Regions from separate parts of the Mus musculus genome. Here regions 1 and 2 are each linked to region 3. A link is a contact called in public Hi-C and HiChIP or PLAC-seq data. All regions are on one chromosome and are shown on one strand. The core of a region is the stretch at or near the end of the contact, and the rest is flanking DNA. Distances in the headings are between cores, read along the strand shown. Region 1 overlaps 4930515L03Rik (RIKEN cDNA 4930515L03 gene). Region 2 has its middle 200 kb from the start of Nebl. Region 3 holds the start of Plxdc2 (plexin domain containing 2).

The links. A called contact is a pair of places that touch in the nucleus more often than the background predicts. HiChIP or PLAC-seq counts read pairs in DNA pulled down with a chosen protein or histone mark.
Region 1: a contact with region 3 is called in a Hi-C map of adipose-derived mesenchymal stem cells, with 2.4 times the contacts expected there. The contact joins the enhancer-like site here to the promoter of Plxdc2 in region 3. A contact is called at or near these places in 7 of 39 promoter capture datasets (the C10 cell line, cranial neural crest, embryonic stem cells and 4 more), 7 of 484 Hi-C or Micro-C datasets (adipose-derived mesenchymal stem cells, cerebral cortex, cortical neurons and 2 more) and 3 of 115 datasets of contacts at active chromatin or transcription factors (astrocytes, embryonic forebrain and neural progenitor cells).
Region 2: an H3K4me3 HiChIP or PLAC-seq map of neural tube shows a contact between it and region 3, with 6 times the contacts expected there. The contact joins the enhancer-like site here to the promoter of Plxdc2 in region 3. A contact is called at or near these places in 1 of 39 promoter capture datasets (pre-B cells) and 3 of 115 datasets of contacts at active chromatin or transcription factors (embryonic stem cells, neural tube and stem cell-derived neural progenitor cells).

Annotation. Positions count from the first base shown.
Region 1 is chr2:16,981,679-16,984,378 of GRCm38.p6, forward strand. All of the region lies in intron 2 of 4930515L03Rik (RIKEN cDNA 4930515L03 gene), which reads right to left. Among named protein-coding and RNA genes, the nearest start is that of 4930515L03Rik, 31 kb to the right of the region's middle. Within about 2 kb of position 1,358, at least 12 of the 459 cell types and tissues checked have an H3K27ac peak or open chromatin away from gene starts, as enhancers often do. A contact at or near this core is called in adipose-derived mesenchymal stem cells, where this site is marked.
Region 2 is chr2:17,257,767-17,260,466 of GRCm38.p6, forward strand. No RefSeq gene overlaps it. Among named protein-coding and RNA genes, the nearest start is that of Nebl, 200 kb to the right of the region's middle. Within about 2 kb of position 1,290, at least 1 of the 459 cell types and tissues checked has an H3K27ac peak or open chromatin away from gene starts, as enhancers often do. A contact at or near this core is called in neural tube, where this site is marked.
Region 3 is chr2:16,354,902-16,357,601 of GRCm38.p6, forward strand. Plxdc2 (plexin domain containing 2) reads left to right here and starts at 1,403. Exons shown (of 14, transcript NM_026162.6): 1 at 1,403-2,336. The coding sequence starts at 2,225.

The DNA.
Region 1 (2,700 bases), core at 108-2,607, 630 kb after region 3:
AAACCACAGGTCAAACATCCACCAAGAAAAATAAATGAAAATGTAGAAGTACATTTGTCCACTCCAGAATACCTTTGAACCACAGCCGAAGATTGTTATGAAATGTTTCAAGTTCTCAAGAAGGCAACTTTTTAAGCACTTGTTCAATGCAGTTAAATGAAAACTGCTTCACAGAAGAATAAGATGTACCAGCAAAATGGGAAAATATTAAGAACCAGAATGAAAACCTCAATGGGAAACGCAAGCTAATTCACAATGGCAATGTAGCTAAGACACATGCAAGCTGCAAGAAAGACAGGATGAAGGATAGACCAGAGGGAAGGAACCTCTGTAAATATAAGTAGCTCTATCCAGGTCATAGGGCCCCACAAATCCAATTTCCTTCATGCTTTCTCCATGGTTTGGAATTCCTGAATGTAATTCCTTTTTTCCCTCAGGGTCTACAGTGCAAAGATTCACATGATGAAGCCCTAACCCTAACATAGTGGTGTTTGGAAACACAGCCTTCAGACCTAAAGTTAGATTATGTCATGAGAGTGGTATCCTCACAACAAGATCAGTGTCTCTATAACCCTAAGAAGTAACGTTGTCTTCCTTATACCACATTCTCTGTGAAGTTTTGTTATGACAGTTGATAAGCAGATTAGCGAAGGACCTCTAAAAGTGAGCAACATCCCAATAGAATTAAGCTATCATATAACTGTTCTGGAAAGGCAGCACATAAATGTGATGCAGTTTGTTAAATGAACCCCTTAGAGGAAGTGTGAGGAGTGTATGAAGTCTTGAGTGAAGGCATTATTGAAAAGGGCCACGGTCTCAGACCCATGGGAATTGTCAAAACCTTTCCTGGGTCAGGCTTGCAGTTGACAAAAGATTCTTACTCTGGTCAGTGTACAGACGCTGGCAGTGCACACAAAACCCAGCAACTGCAACTTCTGGCTCCTGGATGTTTATAGCCAAACACTATTCCAACTCCTTACCTCCTTCTTTTCTTGTACTACAACATAGAACATGACAAACACACTGAGGTTCCAAGTTGCTTGCATAGTTGGTATCCATCTATAATAGCAAGTACATTTCATCTAAAGCCAGTTTTTCTGTATGTGTCTCTGTGTGTCTGCCTGTCTTTTATTCATTCCCTTATCACCTAATTAAGTCAACCACTGGGACTGTGTAGGATACAATGGCATACATAGATTGAAGCTCCTTTATTGACATACCTATCTACTTGCCAAAATAACTAAAGAGGGCTTCCCAGCTTCAATGTAGATCAAGTGTTCTAAATCTGATGAGCCCCAACTACTGCCCACAATCTACGGGAACCTGGCCAAGTACAATCAATGCAGTAGTGGTATTTCCTGGCATTCTGGTACACCAGAAATAATGTGCTGTGTTGAGTCATTCTTAGTGACTAATGGACACTGTTGACAGACTGGACTTTTCTATTAAGAGCAGATCTTTTCCCTGTGGCTCCAACAATGGCTTAAACTAACAAGATCAATGATTCAAATGGATTTTCTTTAGGTCAAGTAGGTTAAACCTTCTGGAAAAAATGTACACAGGTACAGCTTTTGGAAGCCTAGGAAGATCCAACTCTATAAACAAATTTTACTATCAGAAGAAATCAAATGTAGAGGTAAGCTGAGACAGTGCCAGAAGCCATATAGAAGATGGTAAAAACTAGCAGGTGATCTTCCTGAGATCATGGACTGTGAACTCCAATGAATGAGCCCTTTTCTGTCAAGACCAAACAGGGATACATTTTACGAAAGAGTACTGCTATTAATATGCCTTTCCTGTTATTATTAAATTTGAATAACAAACTCTAGGTATTAATCCACCCTTTTGGAAAGATTTCTGCAGATCAACAAAGATGTACTGTCTTGTAGTGATGCTGTATAGACAAATAGATGGTTTCTTAATTCTTAATGATGATCCTATAAGAATTCCTAAAATTATACTAGTGATCATTAAGCCATTTCTAATAGGACTGCTTTTAAAGCCCTCTTTGATATGAAAACTGCAATTAGAACTCTGCTAGTCTTCATGTGTCATGAGTTAATTGTTTCTGATATAGAAAGCAGGCATTTACAACCTAGAACACATTCCAAGAAGTTGTAAAACAATTAACCAAAGGTTATAAAAGGGATCTAACAATTGATTGTAAGTACAAGGACAGAAGATAAAATATTGATTATGGACAGCTTCTGGGACAGGCAGAAGTGACACAGCTTCTGGGACAGACCCCATTTCGGTCTCCAGACTTCCAGACACCTTCCCCGCCAGAGGAGAGGTGTCCGCCCGGTGGGGGCGGGGGGGTTCTGCCAGAACAGGTGGGGGAGCCATCTTGGGTCACAGATCACTCAGAGACTAGTCTGCTCAAATGAGAGTGTGGACTACAGAAACTACACAGCTTCTGGGACAGGCAGAAGCTACACAGCTTCTGGCACAGACCCCATTTCAGGCTCCAGACATCTGGGCACTTTCCCCACCAGAGGAGAGGTGTCCTCCTGGGAAGGCTCTGAAGGAGCAGGTTGGGTAGCCCTCTCAGGTCCCAGATCCCGCAGAGACTAGTCTGCTCAGGTGAGAGTGTGGACTACAGAAGCTACACAGCTCTGGGACAGGCAGAAGTGACACAGCTTCTGGGACAGTACCTGTTTCAGGCCATCATCTTCAGCCAGGAGGCAGGGCTGAATGCCA
Region 2 (2,700 bases), core at 40-2,539, 900 kb after region 3:
TTTTAGAGTGGTTGTACAAGCTTGCAATCCCACCAACAATGGAGGGGTGTTCCTCTTTCTCCACATCCTTGCCAGCATCTGCTGTCACCTGAATTTTTGATCTTAGCCATTCTGACTGGTGTGAGGTGGAATCTCAGGGTTGTTTTGATTTGCATTTCTCTGATGATTAAGGATGTTGAACATTTTTTCAGGTGCTTCTCAGCCATTCGGTATTCCTCAGGTGAGAATTCTTTGTTTAGCTCTGAGCCCCATTTTTTAATAGGATTATTTGATTTTTCTGGAGTCCACCTTCTTGAGTTCTTTATATATATTGGATATTAGTCCCCTATCTGATTTAGGATAGGTAAAGATCCTTTCCCAATCTGTTGGTGGCCTTTTTGTCTTATTGAGGGTGTCTTTTGCCTAATAGTTCATACTGTTCAAGAACTCAAGATCTTGATTTATTTTATATTTTACTTGTGTGTATGTATGTGTATCTATATGTGCACAGGGATGAAAATAAACTTGGAGACCAGAAGAAGGCAGGAAGCACCTGAACTGAAGTTATGGGAAGTTGTAAATCTTCTGATATGGCATCACAGAACCAAACTCAGGTACTCTTAAAGAGCAGCAAGCACTCTTAACTACTGAGTCATTACTTCCACCCAACAGAAGATATGTAAATTGTGTGTTCAGTCTCACTAGTAATAAGGAAAATGTAAAATAAATTAATATTGAAACATTATCTTGTGTCTATTTAATTGTCAAATAGAAGAAACAGGCTGGTCAGCTGGAGCATCATCATCAGAATTATTAATATGTACACTTGAAATCAGCAACTTCCCCTCTTCATAGCATTCTAAACAAACTTCATATTTCACAAAGGTATCTGGATAAGAATATTCTTTGACCCTTAGTAAAAATACTCAAAAAGAGGAAAGCATTGGAAAGTACATATTTTGATATATCCCAAAGTATCAAATTATGTTAGCTGTGTCCCAATAAATTATATAAGTATAATGAATAAAGAAAAATAAATAGCAGATTTAGGGAAGTTTGTAAAAAATGTAAAAAGATGAAACTAATATTTGTAACAGCATTGGAAGATGAAATGTGGACCTAAGAGATGGCCCAGTGGCCAAAGGCAATTGCCATCCAGGAATGAAAGATCTCAGTTCAAATCCTAAGAACCCCCATAAAAGCCAGCTGCATGGCCTGCGTGTCTGCAATCCCAGCACTTCTGCATCAAGATGAGAACAGTAAATTATAGAGACAGGAATCCCCAGAAGCTCAAGGGCTAACCTTACACAACAGGCAAACAAAAGAGGCCTTGTTCATGGCAAGGTAGAAGGAAAGCAAGGCCTTCACAACCTTTGTCCTCTAACACTGTGATTCACCACAGCACATTTACACACACGTGCACTCACTTGACACTCACACATCACACAAAAACACCACACATACACATACATATAACCCACACACTCACATTTACAAGTACCCTCACAATACAAACAGACATGCTCACGTGCACATATTTTCCCTCTCCCTCTCCCTCTCCCTCTCCCTCTCCCTCTCCCTCTCCCTCTCCCTCTCCCTCTCCCTCTCCCTCTCCCTCTTCCTCTCCCTCTCCCTCCCCCTCCCTATGCCCCTCCCTTTTCCCCCTCCCCACTTCTCTCTCTGACACACACACAAGAATGAGAGAAAGAGAGGGAGAAGAGTTTTAAAATCTTTTTTTAAATTCAAGGTACAACTGAACACTAAATTGGGGTAGGGAGATGACTGGAATGGCCTCTAAGGTAAGGAAAGAAAGAAAAGAAGGGAAGCTTAGTTTGGCTTCAGCTGTGTTCCTCCAGTGAGTTGTTTCCTCTTCGGGAAATACAGCTAACTATTTGAGAAAGTAGATTCGACATTGTCCTGATGGCCATCTTTCTTTCCTGGTTGCTAGACATCATCAAAGGGTGTGAGAACTAGGAGCTGAGTCTCTGACACTGAAGGAATTTCCAAATAATGAACTTCTAGTCTTACTCTAGCCAAGAACTCCACCTGTAATGAAGAAGCCAGAAAGGGTGGGGAAAAGAACAGAGCTGCCATATCCTCATCTCCTGACTGCTTTCTCCAAGTCTAGTGCCTTAGTTTAGGGGATGCCAGTGGGACAAACAGAAGTTTCTAGTGTTTCTCTTCTTTGCACCCACTCCAACATTCAGCAACTTTGACTGTGGTCCACTGATTACCACACCCCCTCTATCAGCTTTCCATCTCCTACACAGACTTTGAAATCACTCCGATATTCCCTAATTCTACTTGTCCCTGTGGGTTCATCCTCTTCCTAACACAGAACTAGAATTCTGTGGAGTTTTTGAGAAATAAAATGATATATATGCTTAATCTGACCTTCTTAAACTGTAGAAATAATTACTTGCTGTTCAAGGCTGAATTTTTGGGGAAGACAGCCACTCAAACAAACCTAAATAGAAATAGTAAAATCTTTCTTTTACATCCCACAGATAAGTAGGGCATGCTTTTATATGGTAGCATGCAGATAGATCCTATAAGATATGGCCTGATGGTCCAAATTACACAGAAACACAAATGAAAAATTTCCTCTAACAATGTGTGCAAAGATTTTCCCTAGGATAGCGCCTACCCTGAATCCATTGACACTGGTATTTTGGATCTTGGGTTCCTAAGATATCTTGTCTGCTGAGAAGCAAAGAAGTT
Region 3 (2,700 bases), core at 153-2,652:
TAAGCATGGAGTATTTAAACCTTCACAAATATCCCAAAATAGAGAAACGAGTCTTATTTTAGAGAAAACAGGCTTGTTAATGTTTTCAGTGGAAAGGCAAAAATTTCTGTATCGAATTTTGCAGTAATCTTGGCCCACTTCCAGTGGGTTTTGCTAGATGTTGAGATGGATTCAAAGCATACATGCATGCATTCTTCAAAGCATGGCAAGGCCAAGACAGTAACAAGCTACAGCATCGGCTGAACCCAGAACACTTTCGAATGTGTTTAAATTAGCTCTCCCTTTGTCTTCAAGAAAGAGCATTTCTCTTCAGGCTAGCAGATGATTTAAAAAATTAAGTTCACTTGGCTAATCCTCCTTTCTAGGACCTTCTATGAACTTCAGTATAAAATCTTCCTGATTTGATGCCTGGAGACCTGAGGCTTAAAGCTTAAATAAATTGCTCCTTGTGGAAAAAAAATTGAAGTACTAGCCCAGGCAGTGCTCCAGAACATGTATTTTTCACCAAGGATGCATTGTCTCTTTGCTTTCTATTTAGCCCCATTAAAAGATGGCTAAGTGTATGCAAATTAAATTAAATTAAATGTAAGCGGATAAGGGGCCTGGAAAGGGTTAATGCTGAAGCAGACCCTCAAGCTGAAAAAACAAAAACAAACTAGCAAGCAAAAACCCTTTAAACCCCCTATAGGAAATTCAATGGGCTTCCTGTTTCTTTAAACTCTCCCTTTCCCTCCTTCTGACACTTTACCAAACCGCGGTGGCGGCCTCAGGACCCTGCAGCCCAGAGCCACCTCCACCTCCCTCTGTGCGGGTCTGGGGTAGGAGGGGCTTTTGATGGGATGGGGGCTGGGAGTTGGGGGATGTCAGTAACCCTAGCGACTCAGGTTTGCTCCCCCGCCACCCAACGGTTGCCAGACCAGCCCTCAGTGAGGGATGAAATACTATTAACCCTTTAGTGCCCAGGCGGAAATCAGAAGATAGTGGGCGCTCCCTGGGGGGCCTCATCCCTCTCTACCCGCAGGCTGACACCCAAAAGCCACGGAAGCCTGGAGGGTGCAGGCGGCATCGGTTCCTCTGCAAAGGTCATGAACCGGGTGGGCGGATGGCGTCCGGGAGACTAGAATCTGCCACCGCCCCACTCGCACCAGTCCTCGGGTGTTTGGGGCCGCAATGGTCCTCTGGCTTTCCCCAGCCAGTCTTCTCGGGCTTCATCTGTGGGAGACTTTTCTGGCGCCCCCTCTCCCCCGAGAAAAGCTCAGCCAATGGACAGGTTGGTGCTGGCTGCGGGTTTTGGGAGGAAGGTGGGAGAAGCCTGGAGGAGAGAAGGGGAGGGAGGAGGGCGGAGGGAAGAGAGGAGGGTTCAGCGGTAGATCTAGCAAATGGCAAGCCGCCTTCCCTCCCCAAAGTGTAGAGCTGGAGCGCGGGGGAGCGCGGCGGCGCCTCCGCCACCAAACTCCTGGGGCTCCGCGGCGTTCGGAGCCACCTCCTGCCTAGCCCGGAGGGGCTCTCTTACCAGGCTGCAACCTCACTTTCCCGTTTTTCTTTTTCTTTAAAAAACACCCCCACCTCTCTTCTGCTCACAGCAGCTGGTGCATTCCCGGCTCTACTCTCCGGAGCTGCCCATCCCTCCGGCTGCGGGCGAGGACGCGCGCTCAGCCTTGGGCGAAGCAAAGAAGAAAAACTTGTCAGAGGGGTTTCTCCAGCCTCCACTAACCTCCTTCTCTCGGGAACACCAACCACCCGCCGGGGCCAGACCTAAGTCTGGGAAAGTTCCTCCGGTGCTCAGCGCCCTCTTGAATCTGGAACAGCACCGGCGCAGCCAGTGGAATTAGATCTGTTTTGAACCCAGTGGAGCGCGTCGCGGGCGCTCGGAAGTCACCGTCTGTGGGCGCCCGGGTGGCGCTGCCTGAGAGGACCCGGGAGTTTGCCGACCCTACTGCAAGTGACCTTTCCTCCCCTCACTTGGTTGATTGTGTCTCAGTTGGGGGCTGCGAGGGTGACAAGTTGCAGTGAGAGCTCCCGAAGTTCGGAGAGGGTTCAGCTGTCTCTCCTTCACTTCTGTTACCCGGAGTGAAATCCTAGCGAAACTGTCAGAGGCCTCCGGATCCCACCCAAGACTCACCAGCAGAGCTCGGCCGTGTCGCCCCATCCCCAGGGATAACCCCGGAGCCCAGGGTCTCAAGAAAAAATTCGTTGGGCAGGGGAGAGAGGTCGCGGCAGCGGCATGGCAAGGTTCCGGAGGGCCGACCTGGCCGCAGCAGGAGTTATGTTACTTTGTCACTTTTTAACAGACCGGTTCCAGTTCGCCCACGGGGAGCCTGGACACCATACCAATGGTAAGAAGTACTTTTCTCAATTGTTTTTGTGTGTGGCTGAAGATCCTTCCGGTGTCTTCGAACCTCCATCCTCATCTCACACCCACCCAAAGTATCTGCCCTTGGGAAACTTATCCTAGTTGTTTTTCTGGGAAACTTGAGTTTCTCGAATGGGGAAAGAGGTTTGCTTGATCAAAAGGTGTGGGAAACCAGGACTTCCCTGAAGCTATGATGCTTACTCCACCTGGGCGCCAGGGGGTGGTCCTGCCTAACCCCAAGTAGCCCAAAGAGGTCGGGGTGTGAGAGAGCCTGCTGCTGCGGATACCTCTCTGAATCTTGGTTACATCAGGTTGTTTCCCCTCTGGATTCTCATCCCTTGGAGCTC